2 separate regions of the Triticum aestivum genome follow, and region 2 is linked to region 1. The links are chromatin contacts, called in public Hi-C maps. All regions are on one chromosome and are shown on one strand. The core of a region is the stretch at or near the end of the contact, and the rest is flanking DNA. Distances in the headings are between cores, read along the strand shown. Region 1 has its middle 8.3 kb from the start of LOC123167259. Region 2 holds the start of LOC123168759.

What was found. Hi-C and Micro-C count contacts between places; a contact is called where the count stands out from the background.
Region 2: a contact with region 1 is called in a Hi-C map of leaf, with 2.9 times the contacts expected there. The contact joins the promoter of LOC123168759 here to the enhancer-like site in region 1. A contact is called at or near these places in 2 of 5 Hi-C or Micro-C datasets (leaf and root).

The regions. Positions count from the first base shown.
Region 1 is chr7D:516,472,274-516,478,992 of IWGSC CS RefSeq v2.1, reverse strand. No RefSeq gene overlaps it. Among protein-coding and RNA genes, the nearest start is that of LOC123167259, 8.3 kb to the left of the region's middle. Within about 2 kb of position 1,717, at least 1 of the 8 cell types and tissues checked has an H3K27ac peak or open chromatin away from gene starts, as enhancers often do. A contact at or near this core is called in leaf, where this site is marked.
Region 2 is chr7D:516,638,449-516,646,027 of IWGSC CS RefSeq v2.1, reverse strand. It overlaps LOC123168759, which reads left to right and starts at 5,397. Exons shown (of 7, transcript XM_044586626.1): 1 at 5,397-5,692; 2 at 6,303-6,409; 3 at 6,503-6,725; 4 at 6,925-7,118; 5 at 7,420-7,531. The coding sequence starts at 5,540.

The DNA of each region.
Region 1 (6,719 bases), core at 468-2,967:
GCTCTATCATAACCCCACACATCCCAGCATCTAGCTAGAAACCTCATCGCACCGCCCATATATTACTCCTCCGGCAATCCTATCCTCAAGATCTGCAGTGTAAGGATGTGTTTGGTTCCAGAACAAAGTGGAATGGAATGTCATGATTCTATTTCATCGGAACGGTCGGTTTCATCTTTGTGTTTGCAGTACATCAAAATCCAATTTTGCCGTGTGTTAGTCTATAAACCGTGAGCTATTTTTTTAGGGACTCGGCTTATGTTCCTCTAAGCTGAGTGCAAAGGAAAAAACACCCGGTAAACAAACTGATCCGGCTTATGGTATCCTGTAAGCCGAGTGGTCCAAAAAAGCCCTCGGTTTAAATGACGTACACGGCATATATAAAAAGAAAACTCTCGGCTTATAGCGCTCACTCAGCAAAGATATCTGTCACGTGTCTACGGCGAAGGTGGTTGACGGCGCCGTCATGGAGCAGCCGATAAGCCATGTGCCATGTGAGAGCACTCGGCTTACATGGCATATAAGTCGTATGCCCTGTGAATGCACTCGGCTTAAGTATTTGCAAGTCTATATTTTAATGCAAAAATGGTTTTAAAATGATTTTCATTACATTTGTGTTTACTACTTGGATATTATTTCTTTCACTTCCTTCTCACCCGTTTTCTCCCAACTAGTTTCCATGGGTCTTATTTTCGATGCCCTCAATTTCCAAATACTGCGTGAGGGAGGGTAGGAAGAGCACATCCACCTGCATATGACCCAAATATATGTATGAGAGGGTGGTGCGATGGTTAAATACCTAATGCACAATTTTAACGCGGCAGTCTCATAAACGCGACAGTCCCGCAGGAAGGTTCTGCACCTACAGTGTTGGTGCCGCACTTAGCACCACCGGAGGGTATCATGTGAAGGCATGTGCTCAAACATGGTAAGCCACAAACAACATGCAGGGTTATTACCGGATGATGTTTCCCGGGGCCCGAAGCTATCTAAACCCTTGTCTTGTGTTGCGTCTCTCGATTCCAATCAACCCCTCTCAACCTATCACATACATGCGTTGGCCTCACGACTAAGTCCTCACACTAGGACATTTGCCGTGACAAATCCACGACAGTTGGCGCCCACCGTGGGGCCTACGCACGGTGGTGTTGAGTTCTTAGAGGGATCTCTCCCAGGATCGAGGAATTCGCAATTTTCTAAATGAAGAAGAGCCAGTTCGAAAGAATCTACGTCATCTCTGGCAGACAGCGGGAACAACATGTACGAAGATTTGTGATAGAAAGAAATTTAGGGTTTTGCGGTTAGTGCACCGCACCCGTCTTTGGCGATCCGACGAAACCAACAGAAGATTAGTTTTTTTGCTTTTGCTTTGCCGCAAGTCGCCGAGTCCGATAGGAGTTCAGAGGATTTCCTTTCTTGGGGCGGTGTGTTGTACGCCACAGAATCGGTCCAAACAGAAGTTTCCACCGAGAAACGGATTTCTGCTGCGATCCACGTGAGGATCGAGACAAACTGCTAGTACTATCAACACATCAAGTCATGGGTCAATTCTGCTGTCTATTACGCATCAGCGTCAAGCTCCACGTGAAATCCCAGGCAACACTAGTATTTGCACAAGGTTTGCGAGAGTGGATTTTTAGTACCCGGTGCCCCGGCACCCGGCTGATGTGACAAACTGACAATACAACATTACCAACTAGAGAACTGTTGGCTACAGGCATTCTACATGCACCTGTCACTTTTCGTTGGTTGAGATGAGATAGGCTGTCGGGGAGGAGAGAGATAGGCTTTGAAGGGACTGAAAGAAATGTCATGAGAGAGACCGTGTGAGAGAAAAGAGAGATAAAATAATTGTTTTCTTGGGAGAGAGAACAAATGGGGCAGTGTGAGCATGCAAATTTCTTTTTCCAGGATTCGAGTCTCTTTCACGTGTGAGAGAGAGGTCGTGAGAGTGGAGGAGAGAGTTATGAGAGAGAAAAAGGTATTGTATATTCTGTAGTTAACTGTGCGGCTGTTCTAGTACATCTAGCAGAGGCTGCATCGGGCCATTCAATGCTACAGTTACCTGCCACATATGTCGGGAAGCACCGTGGAAATAGGTGCCTAGTGCTACCTGTTAGAAGAATTAAGTAGACTGATAAAGCTGCAAATGGTCTGGTTCCATTTAGGCCCAACACGAATCTCAGCAGCACTGGACGGCCAGATAAGGGGGTGCCGGGAGCCCCGGGTGCTACTACACCTTTCCGTTTGCACAAAGACCGATGTTTAATTGATCTGGAGTTCAACTAGCACTACCAAGTACAATGCATGTGAAGCCAGCAAATAAGTCAGCAGGGGGCCACGACCTGGAGGACATGGACTTGGATTCATCAAACAAACAACGACCCGGAGGAGGACGTGGGCACGGACTCGGGCCTCGCTGGAATCGCCGTGCCTCGGAACAATGGCTCGCCTCGCGCCGTTTCGAGCGAGGACGGCTCGGCCTCGCTCTGAGCGGTCCTCGCGGCCTCGCCTGCGCCGCCACCCCTCAAGCCGGCCTCGCCTTAGCCTCGCCTTGGACCGCGCCGCCACGCCTCTTGTCCGAGCAGCCGCGGTTACCGCTGCTTCAACCCGCCGCCGACATACCCCCCCTGTTTCCGAGCCGCCGTCATTGCACTCTGTTGCCTTCAAGTCGCCGGCGCCGCGCTTCGTCTTGAGCCGTCCGCTTCGAGCGACCCGGCCTCCTCTGTGTCACCAAGGAACCACCTCGCCGCTACCTGAGCCACGGCCTTGCCCCGCGGCCGGCCTCCGGCGGTGTTCACACCTCTGCGTGCCGCCTCCACGCTCCTGTGATGCCCGGCGTTTTCGCGCCTCTGCTGCTCTCTCATCTCTGCGGTGAGCCGCCACACGCGACCCGGCCTGCCTTGCCTCCGCCGGCTGCTACTGCTGGTCTCGTGCAGCTGCGTTTTCTCCTATAGCAGCGCCGGGTCGAAGATCTTCCTGCGCTGCGGCGCCGTCTCCACCCCGCGTCGAGTGGCCTCCACTGCTGCGAGCTGCCCGGCCGTCGAGCGGCCTCTGCATGCAAGCTGCTGTTGTGGCCTGTTTTTGCCCCGGCCTTCGAGTGGCCTGCCGCTGCCATACCTCGGGCTGCCGGCGCCCCTCGTGCATGTCCTGAGCCATCGGTCCCCGCCGTGGCTCCTCTTGCCGCAGCCTCTGCCGCGGAGCCGTTTTGCGGACGGCCTCCTCGACCGCTGCTGTTGAGCCGCCATGGCCTCGCATGAGTCTTACGCTGAGCCGCCCGCTGGCTTCGTCATGTTGCGGTGCCCCCGCGGGTCTTGCTGCCACGGGCGCCTCAGCTGCCGCACGCCGAGTTGACCGAACGCCGCCGACCACCTCCGCGCCAATATGCTGCTTCGCCTCATGCGGGCTGGACTAGCCCTGAAGCCGCCTGTCGCGTCGCCCTGTTAACCCGCCGTGGAGCGCCCTCACTCGCTGTTGCCGCGGCCTTGTCTGCGTTGGCAAGATGTTTTTTGTTGCGACCGAAGTTGCTGCCGCGCGCTCGCTGTGAGCCGCCAAAATGCCTCCACCTTCAACGTGATTAGTTCTGGGATCCCATTAAACAAAAGGAACAACAATGCTTTTCATCAGCTATTCACAACCATTATCATGCGCTAGCATCTGACCGTGCTATGATGCTCGACAAATATATGTGCAAACCGCCGTTTTTACGGCCCAATTTACATCAATATGACGTAGTTGATTCGCCCGTCCGCGCTGGCTTACAATACTGCGGCCGGCTCATCTGTCTGCTCCCGCGGCCGACTCGGCCGTGATTGATTTCAACTTCACCATGGTGATCATCAACTCCGCGGTGGATAATTGCTGGCCTAACATATCAGGTGAAATCTATCCAGTATATTTTTATATTACATATTGCTTTCTTTAAAAAAGCAATTACTCTGGCATGCAAGTTTCTCCAATGCAGGACAAGTTGACTATTGCAAAAGGGACTATTATGTCACTGAGCCGTTGAAAGACTTATACCGGTTTACATCACGGTTCAATATGAAGAATCTCAAGCCAACTCCTCGAGTCGTTTTAGGACTCGGGGGCTACATGGACATGGCTCAGTAAATGTTGCTAGTTTAAGCAGATTCGACAACTCCGAGCTATTGGAGGGAAGATAACCCGGTCCCGGAGGCAACTGTTATATTGATGAAAATTTAAAGGCCGTCAGAAAATTTCTGGCTTAAAATGAAGAGTTCTGGTTTAAAATCCAGCTCAAGGGAAATCTGCCTCTCACAAAGCTTTGAAGCTCTCAATATCCGGTTCAAAAAGAATCCATCTCTCGCAAGTTTGAGTTCTCAGAAAAATTAAAGGTTGCCAAAGAGAACTTGCTTCCATGATGCGCGGTTCAAACATGGGCATCCTGCCTTATGGACTTATCTTATGATGGTCACTTGGGGGCTTCCTGCTCATTGAGCATAGCTGTGAATATCCCTCTTGATCCGGCTCATACGCCACTTTTACGGATGGTCACTTGGGAGCTTCCTGCTCATTGAGCATAGCTGTGAATATCCCTCTTGATCCGGCTGATACGCCACACTTACAAATCACTTGGGGGCTTCCTGCTCATTGAGCATAGCTGTGAATATCCCTCTTGATTCGGCTTCTACGCCATACTTACAAAGCACTTGGGGGCTTCCTGTTCAAACATAGGTGTATTCACCAAAGAGAACATAGCGTTACTACCCTTGTGAACTGGCTTGGAACACCAGGTGTATTCACCAGAATTTTCGGGTTATCCTGCTTTGTAGAATCTGCCACTCCGCCCGGGTAATCCCGGAATGACCCGCCGAACTCTTGACAGTCAATCTTACATAGACCCTGAACTTTTCAAGGTTAAAACGGCGGTCATGTGAGGCCCGGTTCACAAAGTGTAAAAGGTTAACTCAATGGCTTGGCGGCCCATGAAAGCCTTGGAGATTTAGGCTTGGCGGCCTATGAAAGCCTTTTTTTCTCTTGATTTGATTCGTTATGTTTTTCTGAGCGTTTTTTTGGATCCATATATTGACGCCATATTAACATATGGCTTCAGACAATTCAGGCCATGTGGCCTTCATTTCTATGTCTCATATTTGAGCATATCTGGAGTTTATTAACTCGACCTGGCTTTGGACGATTAAGTCACCGGTGTATGATGATTATGTGCTTGGAGTGCTGGCTCTAAGCTTTGGGATATTACCCCTTGCTGCATATGGCGTGATAAGCTGGCGACGTGACTAAAGTGAACAGGGCGTTGTACTCTATATCTTCAGGGTTATTACCCTTACTGGCGTGATAAGCCGGCAATGTTCATAAGTATCACAGGTATGATATTTATGTTTGTTATCTGAGGTTTGATAACCCGCCCTGGTTTTGACGTTAAGTCGCCAGTTTTATGATGATGTGCACTTGGAGTTCCGGGTTATATTGATCAATATTGGGTTTATTGAGGCTATGAGCCGCCGAAGTGAGCTTGTCAAAAACTGGACATGACTATGAACCTCCGGGTTACAAAATGCTATAAGCCGCCAGGTTACAAAAATTCCGGTGTACAATGAATGCGCATTAAGGCGCTATTGGCCAAGAGCCGCCGGATTATATTATTCCAATCTTTAATAGCCAACCTAGCTGGATTTTCATTATGATATTGAATGATTGAGGTTTTTAAAGTAGCTTCAGCCCAATGGTTATTATTATCTGGACAATGGATATAATTTTATATACAATGGAAGGAATAGTCCCGAGTCGCTGCATGCTTACAACCTTGCACTTGGGGGCTACATTATTAAAATCATGATTATATCAAATATGGAAGTCCCATGTCGCTGCAAGCATGCACCATGACACTTGGGGGCTAATGTAAATTCATTTTGTGCTCGCCTTATTGAAGACCCGACTCATCACATTGTAATGAGCCATCCCTTGGGGGCTACTAATTGCTCCTGTTAAAAATTCAAGGTACACAAGTTAAATCCATTATTTTGAAGGGTCCATTGCTCAGTTGGTAAAGCACAAGGCTCTTAACCTTGTGGACATGGGTTCAAGCCCTGCGATGGAGGCCACATCATATGATGTTATTTTCAAATTAAGTATATATAAAGTCCCAGCTTAGTATTATCTTACTGAGCCGGCCCTTGGGGGCTACACGTTGCTGTTCAAGTCTACATGATTATATCTACAAAGTCCCTGCTCATTATTGCATAATGACCCGGCCCTTGGGGGCTACACTGGTTGAAGTTTTTATGGGCATCAGGCAATTACAAGTCCCAGGTTGCTGCAAGCATGACAACCCGGCACTTGGGGGCTACATATATGGAATATTCAGTTTTTACTAGTGATTGAGATGAACAAACATGGATTTCTTCAAAGTGGTAGTATTTATATTAAAGCAAGTCTTAAGTCATCACTTTGCTCTGCTCAAGACTTGGGGGCTACAGGTAATATGGATATAAGGGAGAAATATCTTCAAATTCTCAGTTTTGAGCAAACCAGATTGACCCGGTGTCTGCAACAATCATGACCCGATGTCACCAATAATTATAACCCAGCGTCGGCAACAATTATGTCTCGGCATCATCTGTTTATAACCCGGCAATTTTGGTAATCATAAATTGGCAAGATCCACATCGTCAAGCCGGCTGAAAATCAGATGAGTATTTCAAGACCAATATTTTTTAAGCATTGGGAGCTGAGGC
Region 2 (7,579 bases), core at 4,148-6,647, 160 kb before region 1:
TGGTTGTTGTAGTTCAGTTCTGGGGTTGCCCACGGGTCATGCTACAGCCAAACCCTGTGTTATTTTATTGTGTTCCGAATCCCATACAAATGTTGCACTACGGATGGAGTCCTATCGGACCACAGCATGCCAACCGTGCTAGACGTAGCATGACTACAACTCTGTTTCGTGTCCATCAAGAAAGAGAGTTGTTTGTCCCTTTATATAGTACCAACTAGTCATAGAATAGATGAGAGAGAGATCCACCAGATTACCACGTAGAGGGTTTGTCCTCTCGTGTAATGTAATACTCCTCCCAATTATAGTGATACGCCGCCGTGCGTTCCGTGGTTTTCTTCCGCAAGGGTTTCCACGTGAAAATCCGTGTCTCTCGTGTCTCGTTTTATTTCGTTATTATCTAACACCCTGGCCCAGTTGCCCAGGATTAAGGACGGCAATGGGTCGGGTTCGGCTCGGGTTGAACAATATTAAATCCATATCCAAGTCCATGAAGACATTATGTGCCCATCCATGAAAAAATCCATGGGCGAAAAACAATGTCCATGTCCAAACCCGATGAAAATCCATCGGGTATGGATATCCATCGGGTTTTCTCAACAGATATAGAAAATACATAGCACAATTGCACAAGATACACATAAGCACTCAAATTTTGACAAAACAACATAACACAAGTGCACAACATCAAATCATCTATTAGATTCTAACAAAATTACTTTGAAAAGTGCTAACCACAACAGGGCCTTGAGAAGCTATTGGTCTATACATGCGAAAAAATAGAGTCTCTCTGCTTCTCCACGCACGCACGGGAACGACGACATGTATAGCCCGCTGACTCAGCTCTATTATACTTGCTCTAAGTAGTGGTGAGGGCTGGCGGCGCCGACGGCTATTCCTATGGCTACGGGAGGAGCAAGTCGAGGAGACGGGGGGCGCTGCTTAACGACGGCGGGTTGTTTAACGAGGAGATACAGGAATGAGCCAGTTAAGAAAAAGAATGTGAAGCGGCGCTGGGGTAAATTACGGTTGGGAGGGATTATGCAATTCATTTATCATTTCTATAAAAAAAAATTAGAAGGTGGGATATTGTGGATCATTGAATTTTGCCCCATGTCATACTATCGGGTCGGGTTCGGGTATATCCACGGATACATAATTATATCCATGCCCTACCCATGAATAATCGGGTCGGGTTCGGATGCTACCCATGGACGTACAAATGTACCCAAACCCTACCCATTCGGGTCGGGTATCCGCGGGTATCCATGTCCGTGGATAAAATTGCCATCCTTACCCAGGATCATAGATTCGGTTTGTTTGTTTCAGAAATGGATTTGAGAGCGATGCTCCTTTTATCAAAAAAGAAAGAAAAGAAATGACAGTTAGAGGGTTGTGAGTTGTGACAGGGGTCGCTGGTGCATGGTTAGCCGGCCTTATCTCTGTTCTGTATTTCCTGTGTAGCATTGTTATACACATGGACATGGTGCTGACGACTTGACGTGGGGCACCGAGAACGTGCAGGTTAACCAATGTGATTAGTTTAGCTAGATAGTACTCCCAAGGTGGAGGAATTAAAGCAGGATTGTTTTTACCTCAAAATAACCTCTTTATTCATTAGATAATAATGTTAGATAATTCACCATGAGAGGTACAATAGTGGGGGGAAGGATCATCAAGCCAGACCCTACATACTTGAAACTTAGCCAACTGGGCTAGTTCATGAGCTACATAATTTGTTTCCCCTAATGGCATGCTCATGCTTAACCTTAACAAATTCATGCTCCATGGAAAAACAATCATGAAAGATTGCTGCAGCAATATCCATAGGTGGTCTCTCATTCTTCATAACTTCTATTAATTCTATATTGTCAGAGCTCACAACAGCTCTATTACAACCCATGGATTCTGCTAAGAGCAATCCATTCTTGAGAGCCGAAGCCTCAGCCGAAAGAACATCTTGAACCAAATCCAACTGTACATTACTTGTGGCGATAAACTTTCATTATTTTTTCTCGAATGACGGCGTCAGTAGTTCTCCTCAAATAATGTGGATCGAATGAAGCACCAATGTTTATCTTAACGCAATCACCTTTTGGTGGAGTCCAAATCTCCATTGTCACTCTTGCATTAGGAACCGGAGCAGACCTGAAATTTGAGCACAACACGTGAATTGCCACTGCAGAATTTCAAGGGTTTGCACCTGAATATTATGACTAATGCGCCTCCTCCCCCACCATAAAGACCAACAGGCCATCACAACAAGCTCTGACTACAGAGCTTGTGCCAAAACCGATGAGTGATCAGTGCTTAAGTACATCAATTAAAGAAAGATTTAGCATATGATAGGTCAATGGGTGGGTGGATACCACTCCATTCGCGTGTGGTATTGCCATGGACCGTTTGTTTATTTATGGGCCGCGCTACGCGTCGGCCGAGTGATGATGTAAATAGATAGACCGCCTTCCCGGCATTTGGATGTAGATAGAAGAACCGTCCAATGTCCCTTCACGCAAGCACGGTAATCTGCAACAAGCCAAGTGTTGTGCTCAGTCCAAATTAAGGCCTTTATTTCCCTTTATTTTCGTTATGGAACACAAACTCTGTTGCGGCTGCAACAAAATTACGTGAGCTCGCAGACCGGGGGAGGCATGGTGGCAGAGAGATTGCTTTTTTTTTTCTTTTTTTTTTGCGGGAAGGCAGAGAGATTGCTGGCCGGCGGCGGTGCCGACGCGTGTCTCTCGGTCATCTCTGCCAGAACGTGCTTCGCCAGTTTGCAACATACCAGTTGTTGGATTGGAAAAATTGGAATAGTGGCCCAGTTGCAAACCTAGAGGTTGCTCCTAAACCGTCTGATTAAACACATATCTGACAGCTAGGCGATCGACGTGCGCAGAGAGATCGGCCTCGTAAACGGAAGCGTACATTGTCAGAGTCAGACGAATCGATCCTTATCACAGCCCTCAAGCTGAGCTTAATAGTACTAACTAATAAATTGATCATGGACAAAAGGCGTAGCACTGATACTCGCGCTGGATTTAGCTTAACGGAGGTACATGCGCTTTGTTGATGGTGTGAGTGTGACGAATGGATAGATTGATCGCGGGCAACTGGGCATAGTAGCACTAACGCTCCAGCTGAGCTTAATATATCGACTCCTTTTTCCTGGGCTTATCAGATCAGATCAGATAAGATCACTCTACGTACGTAAACTAATCAATTACTGGCATGACGCCACCACTCCACATGAGCTGAAACCAACCCGCTAGGAATAGGAGATGTGCAACGCATGGAGCAACAAGGAAGCAGTTTTGCGCCAATGCCAAGCCACACCAAACTTGGTCTACTCCGTCGAGCTGCACGTTTTGACCAAGCGCTCACTTGAACAGGAGTCGCGGACGCCATCACGTTAACGGAAAGAGGCCTGCCGTGGATCGTCGCCTCCACCGAACGATCTTGCCCGTCCGTTGGTCGCCGCGGGCCGTACAGACACGAGACCTTTTTCGCCTTGGCCGTGGTGAGCCGTCGTAGCATCCGATTCGGCCGGCGTTCACTCCGTCGGTTCCTTCTGCACGCATTTCTCCCATACAGAAAACATGGAGTTCTCTTTTCTACATATGTAAAGTTCCTGGTTGAGGGTGCCAACAACTCTGGTACACCTTGCTCTCATGTATTTCCCGGATGGATTATTCCTCTTAATGAATGAAAAACAGCATCTGGCTGTATTTCGTCAAAAAAGAAAAAGAAAACATGGAGTTCCTTTTCTCCACTCCATTCCTTTCGGCCGTGTGTCTTCTTCTACCATGTTCTGTCTGATGAGAAGGCGGTACGTCCGCGTGCGCTACGGCGATACTGGCTGCTTGCTTTGCTTCCCCGCCGTCGCGTCGTGTGCGCGTCTCTTATACGCCCTTCGCTCTGTCGCCGGCCCCTGTCACTCCTTATCCGTCTTTTCCCGCCATCCCTACCTATTTAGCCCGCCTACCCCGGCCTGCCTTCTCCACCCACACCCACACCACACCCAGCCCAGCAGCAGAGCACACTCTCAGTCAGTCAGTTCACACACCTCAGAACTCGACCAAGCACATCATGGACGCGGTGGAGTCGTCGTCGTCCCCGTACTCGCCGCCCTCGTTGCGCCACAAGCTTAGGACCACTGTGTGCGGCTGCTTTGGCTCACCGTCGTTGCCGGGCAGCGGCGCGGAGAGGCCACACACCGGCAGCGTCAGGGCCGGCCAGGTGGAGGCGACGCGTGGCGGCCACGGGGGAGTTCAGGTACGACCCGCTCAGCTACGCGCTCAACTTGGACGACGGCGAGCGTGACACCGAGGACGCCGCCTTTCTGTACCGGAACTTCAACTCGCGCCTGCCGCCCTCGCCGGTGCCAGCGGCCCAGCGTCTCACCACGGTCACCATCGCCTGAACTGAATCATAGTAGCAACCGTCGTTTTTTACTTCTGTAGGTTTTGTCTCTCTGATTTTGTAAGCCATTCAGGAGGTACCATACTACAGCTGTAGCAGCTAGCATACGTGCGTATAGGATTTATTTTTTCAGTTTACAAGTCAATGTCCCGGTTGTTCGCCATTGTAACCGAAGTACATGTACAAGAAGAAGAAGAAGCATTTGAACAATGGGTTTGTCTTGTGCTAGATGAACTGTGAACGAAATGTGGCTCTCCTCCCCCTTTTCTCTTTGAAAGTTTGTTTGGTAGCGTCCGCTGCGCGGTTGGAAGGATGGGTGGAGGGGGGCAGTGCAAACTGGAAAGAAATTCCCGGTTTTGCAATTTGGCGGCTACTAGGGAACGTTTTTTTTTTTTGCTGAGTTGTACTTCTGATACTCCCATGAAGTCTGAAGCTACCCGCTTGTTGACAGCTACGTCAAGTGCAGTCGAATGAGTACACCCTCATCGTCCCGGCGACCACCTAGGGGTGTCGATCGAGGATGTTGGGACCGGCCACGACAGATGCTACGACCGTCGGAGAGGGAATGCTGCGGTGGGCTGCACTGCAATGGCAACGACCTCGCGCTCGATCGCCGGAAGCGGGGACGCCCGGTGCTACGAGGGGCGACGACGAGTTCTGCGAGAAGGATCTAGTGGTGATGCGAGCAGCGAGCGGGTTCTCTGTGCCGGCTCCCGGTGCAGCCGGCGTTGCTGAGGTAGAAGACCAACGCTCGGTTGCGATGCGGGGCGGTGTCCCCCTTTTCTTTTCCCAGTGTGGAGTGCGCGTGCAGCAGAGAGCACGAGTCGTGCGTGTGAAGGGGTTGACTTGATCCAACGACTCTAGTTGCGCAAATCCGAGGGCTCGGGAGGTGACCGATCTAGAATCCGGCCGGTCGACCGGGCGCAAGAGTGCTGCCCCTCTGCAATATCGTGATGCAACGGCCGAAGGCGCGAACGGACGCAGCTGGCGCCACGCCAGAGCCCACCACCACCACCACACCCCTGCTCCTCTGCCAAGCAGCATTTCTTTCCTTCCCTTCCCTTCCCTTCCCGGCGCGTCTCCAGGCTGCAGCCAGCGCGACTGCAATTGCTCTGCGTCGCCCATGGAGCTCGCGGTGAGAGCCGCGGCGGCTTCCTGCTCCTCCTCCCCGTCGCTCCATCCCCCGCGCTTCCCCTGCCGCCTTGGCCGCAACCCAGCCCTGCCGCTGCCGGCTCGCCACGTGGCCGTCGCCGCGGCGGCCATCGCCCTCGACCCGGTACGTACCTACCTACACCACTAGCTGATTGATTCTCATCTCAGGGAAGCCAAGGGAACGCGTTGTGTGTGACTGTGGGCGCGCTAAAAAAACGTGGGAACGATTGTCGCACACCAAATGTTTGGTGTTATGCCTAGGCCGGGCTTTCGCAGGAACCAAGCTTTGTATTTGCTCCAAGAGTAATCAATTGTGTCGAGATAGTCCTACGTTTAGCAAAGCTTTTCAGTTTGGGAGGTGAGATGATGTGAGTCATGGCGTGCACTGCTGGTATTTGGCAACGATAGGGAAAGACTGAACCTCACGTGGCAACGAGAGAGAAAGACTCAACTAAATGGTTATATACCTGCTGATATCTGGATTCCTGTTGCCTTATATGTATATGATGCCTGGTATCTGCAATCTAGCTTGTACTATTTAGTAAGTACTAGAGAGCTAATCTTGCTAACAGTGGTCGTGTATGGTTCAGAAATAAGCAGCCTGTCTAATAGCATAGTGTACAGTCACGTTAAGGATAAGCCAAGGTGAATGTTTTGCATACAAGGTGTTTGATGTTATGCCAAGATAGGACTTTAATCATACCGTGTGAAACTGACACTTACTATGCGAACAGTTTCAGGAGATCAAAACCGAGCTGAATGACACCCCAAAAACCGAGGTGTTCGCATGCCCTGTTTGCTATGAACCGCTGATAAGGAAAGGGCCGCCAGGCATGAACCTGTACGTCTAAAGTCCATGAATTATCTTCATCTCTCGTGCATATTTGGTTGTGGATTAGGATTTATGTTGTTTTGGCGTCTACGTGTGTCCCAGGCCGGCGATTTATAGGTCCGGATTCAAGTGTTCAAAATGCAACAAGTCATTCACCAGCAAAGATGTCTTCTTGGATCTCACTGTTACCTCAGGAATGAAAGAATACAGTGAACTCAAGCCCGCTAGAACCGAACTGTTCAGGAGCCCGCTCGTCTCCTTTCTTTACGAGAGGGGGTGGCGTCAGAACTTCAATCGCAGTGGCTTCCCTGGCCGCGATGAAGAGGTACATTTCTTGGCTGCCTCATTCTTCAATTCCATAGCCTTAAGCTGTTACTGCTCAGTGAGAAACTATTTATGTTAAGTCGTACATCTGTCAATGCCAAGTATTTGGTGCTGCAACAAAATGCTGTCTCCAGTTTTCATGCCAAGAAAATATCCATATTAATATGCGTATAATTCTGATGTACCGTTGGATTTATCAGTTCCAAATGGCTCAAGATTATTTCAAACCAGTCGCTGGTGGTATACTCGTTGATGTCAGCTGTGGCAGTGGATTGTTTTCAAGGAAGTTTGCAAGCTCTGGGGCATACTCAGCTGTGATTGCTTTGGACTTTTCTGAGAATATGCTCCGCCAATGCTATGACTACATCAGACAAGAAGAAACCCCTATGAACACGTGAGCTTTTCTTAGTGCTTATTTTGAGCGTTTCCTGTGAGGCTTGAAAATATGTCTTACAGCATCCAACTCTAACAAACCGTCAAGTAGACAACTTGGGCCATCACAAATTTTTGTGTGGAAACTGGTGCTTTATTTTAGTTTAATAACATAAAAGACTACAATCTATGTGTTCAGCATGTAATTGAACGATATGTGATAATCTGCTCCCTTGCTTCAATCTGTTACTACCTCAGAATGTTCCTTTTGTTCTAAGTACAGTACACCAAATACTTACTGTTTTCTTCTTCTGGTTCTTCAGGAACCTCGCACTTGTAAGGGCTGATATTTCGAGGCTCCCTTTTGCTTCATGTTCAATTGATGCCATTCATGCTGGAGCGGCTATCCACTGTTGGCCATCCCCTTCAAATGCGGTATAGTACCTGTCTCGTTTGCACTTTTGATTCAATATTGTACGTGGT